Regions from separate parts of the Mus musculus genome. Here regions 1 and 3 are each linked to region 2. Evidence: chromatin contacts called from public HiChIP or PLAC-seq data. All regions are on one chromosome and are shown on one strand. The core of a region is the stretch at or near the end of the contact, and the rest is flanking DNA. Distances in the headings are between cores, read along the strand shown. Region 1 overlaps Rnf121 (ring finger protein 121). Region 2 has its middle 19 kb from the start of Lrrc51. Region 3 holds the start of Folr1 (folate receptor 1 (adult)).

Region 1 (2,700 bases), core at 21-2,520, 82 kb after region 2:
ATCTCTCCAGCCCCTGCCAAGACTTTTAAGCTGTTCCATAGCCTAGTAAAAATCAAGCTACCCAGATTCTCTTCAGCTCTCTAGGTTGGAATGAAAAGCTGAACCCAGAAAATCAAAAGAAGGAGAGCAGAGGGGACTGGAGACAGAAATGAGAAGTGGAGGGGTAAAATAGATACACCACCTTCTCAGAAATGACAAACAGCCTAGCCTGAGTCTGACAGACATGACACTCTACAAACCCATGGCAGAAAAGGCTGGGAATAGGTTATAGTTACCTGCCCCTCCCCCACTTTTTTTGCCTTTTCCAGACAGGGTTTCTTTGTATAGTTAAGGCTAACTCACTCTGGGGACCAACCTGGCTCAAACTCAGAGATCAACCTGCCTCTGCCTCCCAAATCCTGGGATTAAAGGTGCGCAACCCCCACCCCAGCTAACTAGTAGTCTCCTAGTAAGTACTTTCCACTGAGCTAACTATATTCCTGGGCCCCAGAAGGTTCTTGCATTGTACAAAATTTAAGGTTTTCTCCATCAAGAAAAAGACTGAGTCTATTGACATGTGTACAAATTTCCTTCTAGATAAAAGCTTTCTTTCATCTTGGCAGGAAGCTTGTTAAGAAGTAAACTATTCTAGAGCTAAAACATCCCACCCAGCAGGGAAGCTCCTTAAGCCCAGAAAGTAAACAATTCAAAAGCTTCAGGAAGTCCCTGAAATCAACCAAATACACTAGGCCACTCTTTCCTCAAAAGTCTATAGGCAGTGAAAATTGCTGATGAGTTTCCTAGCAGACTCTGAGTTAAGTTGAGCTGCCTGGAAGACTTTAAGACCAGCCGAACTGACCAGAGGAGCTCAGGCCAAGTGAATTGCAGGGAGTTTTAGGCTTGTGACTTTCAGCAGCCATCATCTATAGTAGCTTTTGATGGTGCAGCTTTGAGTCATTTCTGCCCCTACAAATAACCCCTCACTGATAAGAAACACCAATACAACTCACTGGTTCACTAAGTTGGACTTGGGTGTTTTGTCATTAGTTCCTTATCTGGAGTGAGTAAATGTTTCTTAATATCTACCCAGGAATAATGTCACAGAACAGGACAGTCAGAGAGAAAAGGAGCCAACAGGTTATTCATAAGGAGTCCACCCGGACAGAGACTTGAAGTAGGCCCTACTAAGGCCAAAATGTCTTTTGTGGCGTTTCCTTTCCTTTTACTTGTAAATGAGGGAAAGGAAGGGGTCTGAAGAGAGAGAATGCCTGCAGAGCTTGCTGGGAGCAAAATCTGTGGAGAAGCTGTTGAAATGGGTGGAGCACTGCTCTAAAGGCATCAAAAATATCAGCCTGGCCTGGGTCTCTAAGAGCTAAGGGCAGCCATAAACCCCAGCAAGGCCAGATGACCATAAGTGTTCAGGGAGCAGCCCTAGAAGGACCATGTAGAAAACCTGAAATGGGAAAGGCCAGAGTCTCTTGTTCAGAGACTGTGGCAGTGTACTCCTATGTTCCCTTATCTGAATCCAGTCCTGCTGGTTCCACAGAACACAAGGGCAGCTGGGACAGGAGCTGAAACAGAGCTGGATCCTTGCAAGTGAAAGTGAGGCCAGAGAAATGGCTGGGTAGGAGGACAGTGCGAAGTAAAACAGGCCCTTCACTAGAAGTGAACGGAGAAAGGTGTCTGCCAGCTCCCTGCCCCTCAGGCCCTGCCTGCACAGGTGAAGGTGGCCTGCAGTTGCACAGCATGGGTAAGGCGTCACTCACTGGTGAAATAACAGTGGACATGGCTCAGTCTCTGAAAGTTGCTAGCGAATCAAGTGAGCTGACACAGGTGAAGAACTTGATAGAGAGGGAGCAAACACATGACAAGTGGCAGTGGCTGCTTCCACTAGCGATTTAGGACATCCCACTTCCCTAGAACAGAAACCAAATTGAATGCTGGAAGCAGTAGACTTTCTTCCCACCACCCACTCTCAACAAGGACCCAAAGGATACGGATTGCTGAACATCCTCTTCAGGTCCACCTTCTCCTTGCAGTAGGGACATGTCTGCTTCTTTCCCACGATGCACCAGCCTCGAATACAGAATTCATGGAATCTGAGCACCATTGGTCAAGGGAAGTGACTGAAAGCCAGACTGGCACTTTAGCCTCATCCTGGATCTCCAGGAGCCAGAGCATCAGCTCTAGAGAAAGGTTCAGATTGTGCCATTACTTCCTACCACTGTGTGATCTGGGGCAGGTCCCTGTTCTCTGAATGTTTCCTTACAGGGGGTGAGGGCAGTGATCCTTATTTACATGGTTGGTATGAGCCAAGACAGAGAGAATACCCAATACCCAATGTGGCATAGAATGGGAGCTTAGTAAATACAAGATCAAATGAACGATGCTACTCTCAGTAGGGGATTTGACTCACTCAACCATTCCATTAGAGGGAGGGTTTCCTTCCCTTGTGACACGTGTCAGCTTGAGCAGCCTCCCTAGCTGCAGCTGTGGGTTTTCTATGGCCTGGCAGTCCATAACTACCTTTCACTGAAGAGGAAAGTGCCAGTCTGCAAAGGCTGAGGAACGCTGCAGTTTCTGCTGTGGCTCACCTACACTCCGTCCAATTCTGGACAACACACTATAGTAACCACCACCCTCTTCCCACCATGACTGGAGTGTGGGCTCAGGAGAGAAGTAGCACAAGGCAGGATACACGTGATTGCAGGAAAGCCTGTA
Region 2 (2,700 bases), core at 25-2,524:
GGGCTGGGGAGATGGCTCAGGCTCTTCCAGAGGCCCTGAGTTCAATTCCCAGCAACCACATGGTGGCTCACAACCATCTGTAATGGGGTCTGATGCCCTCTTCTGGTGTGTCTGAAGGGAGCAATGGTGATGTACTCATATAAATAAAATAAATAAATAAATCTTAAAAAAGATGACTTTCTTGATCCCTTGGACCATTCCCAGGTCAAAGTATCCCCCCCCCCCCCGCCCCTACTGGGGCCAGCCAGTGTTAAAGGTGGGTCATCCTGGCTTGAAAAATATGGTTAGTTTATCTTTCCCAATGGTGACAGAGATTGTGTCCCCTAGTTTTAACATCCTTAAAGTGGCTAAGAAACAATTTAGGTGGAGTTGAAGGTAATTGTCCCATGTTAGCATCTGTCAGAGTCAAAGTCACCCTGTAATGAGAAACTCAAGGGTAGACAATTAGTCCTGACAGTGAGGACAACAACCAAAACACAAGAAAAATGCTCTCTGTCAAGAGGGAATGAGAAATAACCAGAAGGTAGCACCCATGGCTCTCTGAGTCCAGCATCCAATCCTAGATTGAGACAGCAAAGTCTACTGATTGGGGTCTGGAATGTCTTCGAGCTCCGTTTGGTTCCAGTGCATCAGCTTCAGCTACCTCTGATCACAATTACAGATTCAAAACCAATTCTCAAGTCTGACAGATATGGCACCTCTCAGTTTACATACAAACAACAACACAGACTGCATCGCTGACACCCTAAACCAAAGTTACCTCATTGCTTCCTGGAACCAAAGTTCGAAGTGCTGTGCAGAGACCTGGAACAGAACAGAATTACACACTGACAGACATAGACCATAGTGCTGTGCAGACACCCGGAACCAAAGCTACCTGGATGCCACCTGGAACTAAAGTTACCACAGTGCTGTGCAGACACAAACAGAATTCTGTAGTGGTACACAAACCTGTGAACAGAAATTACCAGTATCGAGACCCTTTGGGTGGAGGCTTTCCTGGCCAACACTCCAAAATGTTGTGTCTGTTTTCAAGACCCCCAACCCATCAAGGAGCTGATTCTGATGCAATTGCACAAGGGTCTCTTTTATTCAAGCTCAGGCCTACTCACCTCTGACCCTGATGGAGCAGGATAGGCAGGTGAAACTGCTCCAGTCTTGGAGTCCTCGAAGAAAAAGGTTTTATCGGAAATGGCCAGTAAGCAGGGGGTTTATAGCCTGGCAAGCATCTAACTGAATGACTATTGTAAGCTGACAGGTGGGTGCTGAGACAATCAGACTAATCTTCATTGCCTATTGCTAGGAAGTATCTAGGGAGTAACTCTAGGGCATGGACCAGAAAGGTATTTGGGTGCAGCTTAGATTCAGCTACAGATTACGTTCTCAGGCTTGTTTCTTTTTTCTTTTTCTTTCTTTCTTTTTTTTTTTTCTTTTTTTCGAGACAGGGTTTGTCTGTGTAGCCCTGGCTGTCCTGGAACTCACTCTGTAGACCAGGCCGGCCTCGAACTCAGAAATTCACCTGCCTCTGCCTCCCAAGTGCTGGGATTAAAGGCGTGTGCCACCACTGCCCAGCGATGGTATTTGTTTTAATTTCAGCATAATATTATCCTTTTTTGGTGGGGGTGGAAGTATGAAACTGCCTCCTGAAAACATAATTTACCAACTTGATTTAATCCATATTTATATCTTTTTTTCCTTTTCTTTGTGTGTGGCTTAGTCTTTTGTTTCCAAAGTTCTGGGTTTGTCAAGTCTTACTACTCTCTCAAGTCTGTTATGGGGAGGGAGCTTTGCCGGTAAGGGAGGGAGTAGGGAGACTCTGCGCTGTGGATATCTTACCTGTGTCTGTGTATGGTGCGTATTCAGGTCAAGGGAAGCTTTCAGGCACACGAATAGGTATATGTGTTCTGTTCCTGTGTGGTACTTTTCTCCTTTAGAGGAAGAAGCACAAAGGACTCTTTTGTTGGTCCAAGTTCAAGCACATGATGACTAATTGTAAGGTCTGAATCTTAGTCTAAAGCCAGTCTTACTCTGTCAGAGTGAGATTTTACCTGATGGCTCACTAAGAAACATTTCCTTTTGGAAGATTTCTTTATCTATCTATCTATCTATCTATCTATCATCTATCTATTTATTTAATGTATGTGAGCACACAGCAGAAGAGGTCATTAGATCCCATTACAGATGGTTGTGAGCCACTATGTGGTTGTTGGGAATTGAACTCTGGAAGAACAGTCAGTGCTCTTACCTGCTGAGCCATCTCTCCAGCCCTGGAAGTTTATTTTTATTTGTGAGATTTGGAAGTGGGATGAATGCCTTGAACTAAGAACTGTAGAATTGTTGGGCTGCAGACACAGCCCTACCCCGATGCCTAAACAGAACTGAGCAAGGGCTGTTTTGATATTTGTGTGTAATTGATAAGAACAGATGGCCAGAAGGTTCTGAGGTCATTGATTTTTACCTATTATACACCAAGCTTATCAAGAAGTGTTCAGATTCAAAATGAGCATGTGCAAGAATGAAACCATTACCAAAGGCAGAAAAATCCATCTTAGTGTAGAACTGCCTTCTGTACCCCTATTTTCCTTTTTGCAGTGCTGGGGAACAAATATATTTTCTAGGCCTCTTCCACTGAAGCATACCTCTATTGTGCCTGTGTATATTTCCTGCTTGTTTTCTGGCCATCTCCCCTCCCCCCCACCC
Region 3 (2,700 bases), core at 170-2,669, 70 kb before region 2:
GGCGAGGCCATTCAGCTGTTAATTATTGCATGTGTGCAACAGCAGGCCTCTGTAGGGATGCGATTAATAGTACAGGCTCCGTTCTTGGGATGTGTATGGCAAAGGCTGGCCTAGCATGTGTGAGGCCCTGGGTTCAATCCCCAGCATTGCAAGTAAACAAATAAACAAACAGCTGGGTGGTGGCACATGCCTAGTATGTGTGAAGCCCCAGTTTCAATCCCAGCATTGCAAATAAATAAACAAACAGCCGGGCTGTGGTGGTGCATGCCTTTAATCCCTGCACTCGGGAAGCAGAGGCAGGCAGATCTTTGTAAGTTTGAGACCAGCCTGATCTACAGAGAGAGTTCCAGGATAGTCAAGGCTACACTGAAAGACCCTGTCTCAAACAAACAAACACCTCACATTGTGTCTTGAGCTGCTAAGATCCTTTAAAATAATCCATCCACTACCAACACCCATGTCCTATTATACACATGAATAGGATGAGCCCCAGAGGACCACACCAGAGCCAATGGCAGGACTGTCACTAGAACACAGGCTTGCAACTTCCAGGCCTGTTGTATAGAATCAGAAGATCCCATGTCCCCAACTTCTCTCAGCTACAAGTTCCCCCAACCTCACCAGCCAGGCTATCACCCACTTCCAGTCACAAGACCCTGATGGCCTAACCTTTCTGACGAGAGCCTCAGTGCTGTGGAAGCCCAGGCTTCCTTTCCTTCTCCACTTGCTCACCTCCCACTCCTGTGACAGATCTTTACAGGCGTGGGGGCGTGGGGGGAACCCTTAAGGATCTGAGCTAATTTTGACATCACCCACATTTCACTGCAGCCAAAACAGGACCCCGTCCCCCACCCATCCCTTACTGGGAGCCCAGGATGGCGCTGCTGTTGGATAAAGGAGTGGGGAGTAGATTTGAGCAGGAGACTCGGAGTTGTTGATCAGTTACCTGTGCGTGTGTGGCCCCAGAGGAAGGCTCCAAATTGGACATAGATGTGGGAGCTGTCTCAACCGAAATTTAAGTGAGATAGTAGAGACCACTACATTGGTGAATGTCAGGAGAAAGAGAAAAGGAAGGAGGGGAAGGAAGGCAAGGAAGAAGGGAAGGAGGAAGGAGAGAGAGGAGGCAATTTGGACTCTGGGGGAAAATTAGCCAAAGAACAAGGCCCTACAAAGAGAGACAGGCTCCCAGGAGGTCCCTGGTTCTGTCTTGCTACCCTTCGCCCTGGCCACTGCCATGTACCTGAATCCTGTGACACACCAGGAGTGTTTGTCTACTGAAGATCACAACAGGTTGGGGACTTCTAGAGCCGTCAGCCTCCTTTCTTGTTTATACTTCCAGATCAGCCTGCTGACTGGGGAAGGGTGGGCCAGGTATCTATAAAGCCTAAAGCTGGAGGCCCTTCTAAGCTGTCTCTGCCCCGGGGCTGATTATTAACTGGCCTTTATGGCTCCTCTATTGCAAGAGTGAGGTTTGCCCCCTGGGTGATGCTCCTGAGCTCTACAGCTTCTGAATAATTAACCTTTCCAGTGAGGATTTGAGGTGAAGATTGAGCTGGGGCCTGGAGTGAACACCCTGCCCTGCCTCAGCTCCTGCCTGAGTGAGGAAAAAAAGAAATAAAAAGGAGGCCATGACAGCCCCTAGGTATGGTGGAGGAGAAAGTTTATTGTAGATATGGAGAAGAGCCTAGCCAGAAAAGCATTTGGAAGGGCCCAGAGTGAACAAGACCCTGAGCTGGGTCATGGGAGGGGAGAGGGGAAAGCCATGAGACCAAAAGTGCAAAAGGGTAAAAAGACCAGCTTAGCCAAAATGACTGCATTCTATAGAGAAGAACCACTAGAAGAAGGGTGGCCCAGGCCCTGGGCTGGAGAAGGTTTAGGTCAGGGAACCAGGCACGCCAACCAGGAGGATCCTGAAAACAAGCAGAGACTGGGGGATGCTAGGAGAGCTAGGCAGCTTGTGTAGGACCTCCATCAGCTATTTGACTGCATTTGAGCCCTAATGCCCTGAATGTTGAAGTGTTGTACCCATCCGGAGCCTAAGTGTTGAGATCATTTGACCACTAGGGAGGGACAGAATTTCACAGTCACCTTGGAGCCAGTCCAAGAAGTATCTCCCTGAGATAGCAGCTTATTATCAGCAAAACTGACTGTCAGTGTCTAGTCTGGCCCAGCCTGCTAGTGTCTTGTGACCAGGCTGAAAAAACAGGAAGGTGTTTGACAACCCCCCACATCCAACAGTGGGATTAAAGGCCAGGAAGCAAGAGAAGGCCTCCAGATTGCAGGGGAGAGAATCCTGAGCTTTGGTGAGTATCGGGCCCCCGATGTGCGCCATTCACACTGTTCAGGGCTGTGGACACTGGAGTTTGTCTACAAGTCTGGTGTCGTTCGTTTGCTTGAGAGAAGTCTATCAGGCATCCTGGAGCAGCATTCTAAGGCTTATGACTCCACACTACTTCTCCTGCCTGATTTTTTTTTTCTTTTCTTTTTGAGACAGGGTTTCTATGTGTAGCCCTGGCTGCTCTGGAACTCACTCTGTAGACCAGGCTGGCCTCGAACTCAGAGATCCACCTGCCCTCTGCCTCCCGACTGTTGGGATAAAAGTCTGCCTTTCTTTCTTTCTTTCTTTCTTTCTTTCTTTCTTTCTTTCTTTCTTTCTTTCTTTCTCTCTTTCTAAACATTTTTTTTTTTTTTTTTTGCTTT

What was found. HiChIP or PLAC-seq counts read pairs in DNA pulled down with a chosen protein or histone mark.
Region 1: an H3K27ac HiChIP or PLAC-seq map of embryonic stem cells shows a contact between it and region 2, with 7 read pairs. The contact joins two enhancer-like sites. A contact is called at or near these places in 17 of 39 promoter capture datasets (the C10 cell line, the HPC-7 cell line, Sertoli cells and 11 more), 3 of 15 datasets of contacts at CTCF or cohesin (CD8 T cells, the NIH/3T3 cell line and pro-B cells), 12 of 484 Hi-C or Micro-C datasets (3T3-L1-derived adipocytes, B cells, the G1E-ER4 cell line and 6 more), 11 of 115 datasets of contacts at active chromatin or transcription factors (CD8 T cells, the SCID.adh cell line, bone marrow-derived macrophages and 4 more) and 4 of 9 other capture datasets (adipose tissue, liver, macrophages and 1 more).
Region 3: a contact with region 2 is called in an H3K27ac HiChIP or PLAC-seq map of embryonic stem cells, with 9 read pairs. The contact joins the promoter of Folr1 here to the enhancer-like site in region 2. A contact is called at or near these places in 5 of 39 promoter capture datasets (the 3T3-L1 cell line, the C10 cell line, the HPC-7 cell line and 1 more), 2 of 484 Hi-C or Micro-C datasets (both in embryonic stem cells), 5 of 115 datasets of contacts at active chromatin or transcription factors (bone marrow-derived macrophages, embryonic stem cells and microglia) and 3 of 9 other capture datasets (adipose tissue, liver and pancreatic islet).

The regions. Positions count from the first base shown.
Region 1 is chr7:102,021,336-102,024,035 of GRCm38.p6, forward strand. It overlaps Rnf121 (ring finger protein 121), which reads right to left. Exons shown (of 9, transcript NM_029211.3): 7 at 2,678-2,700; 8 at 1,977-2,078. Among named protein-coding and RNA genes, the nearest start is that of Il18bp, 4.5 kb to the left of the region's middle. Within about 2 kb of position 1,271, at least 7 of the 459 cell types and tissues checked have an H3K27ac peak or open chromatin away from gene starts, as enhancers often do. A contact at or near this core is called in embryonic stem cells, where this site is marked.
Region 2 is chr7:101,939,142-101,941,841 of GRCm38.p6, forward strand. It overlaps a transcript of Numa1 not described here. Among named protein-coding and RNA genes, the nearest start is that of Lrrc51, 19 kb to the left of the region's middle. Within about 2 kb of position 1,275, at least 10 of the 459 cell types and tissues checked have an H3K27ac peak or open chromatin away from gene starts, as enhancers often do. A contact at or near this core is called in embryonic stem cells, where this site is marked.
Region 3 is chr7:101,869,369-101,872,068 of GRCm38.p6, forward strand. Folr1 (folate receptor 1 (adult)) reads right to left here and starts at 1,420. Exons shown (of 7, transcript NM_001252554.1): 1 at 1,241-1,420. Gm35597 (a long non-coding RNA gene) reads left to right here and starts at 1,343. Exons shown (of 3, transcript XR_378387.3): 1 at 1,343-2,303.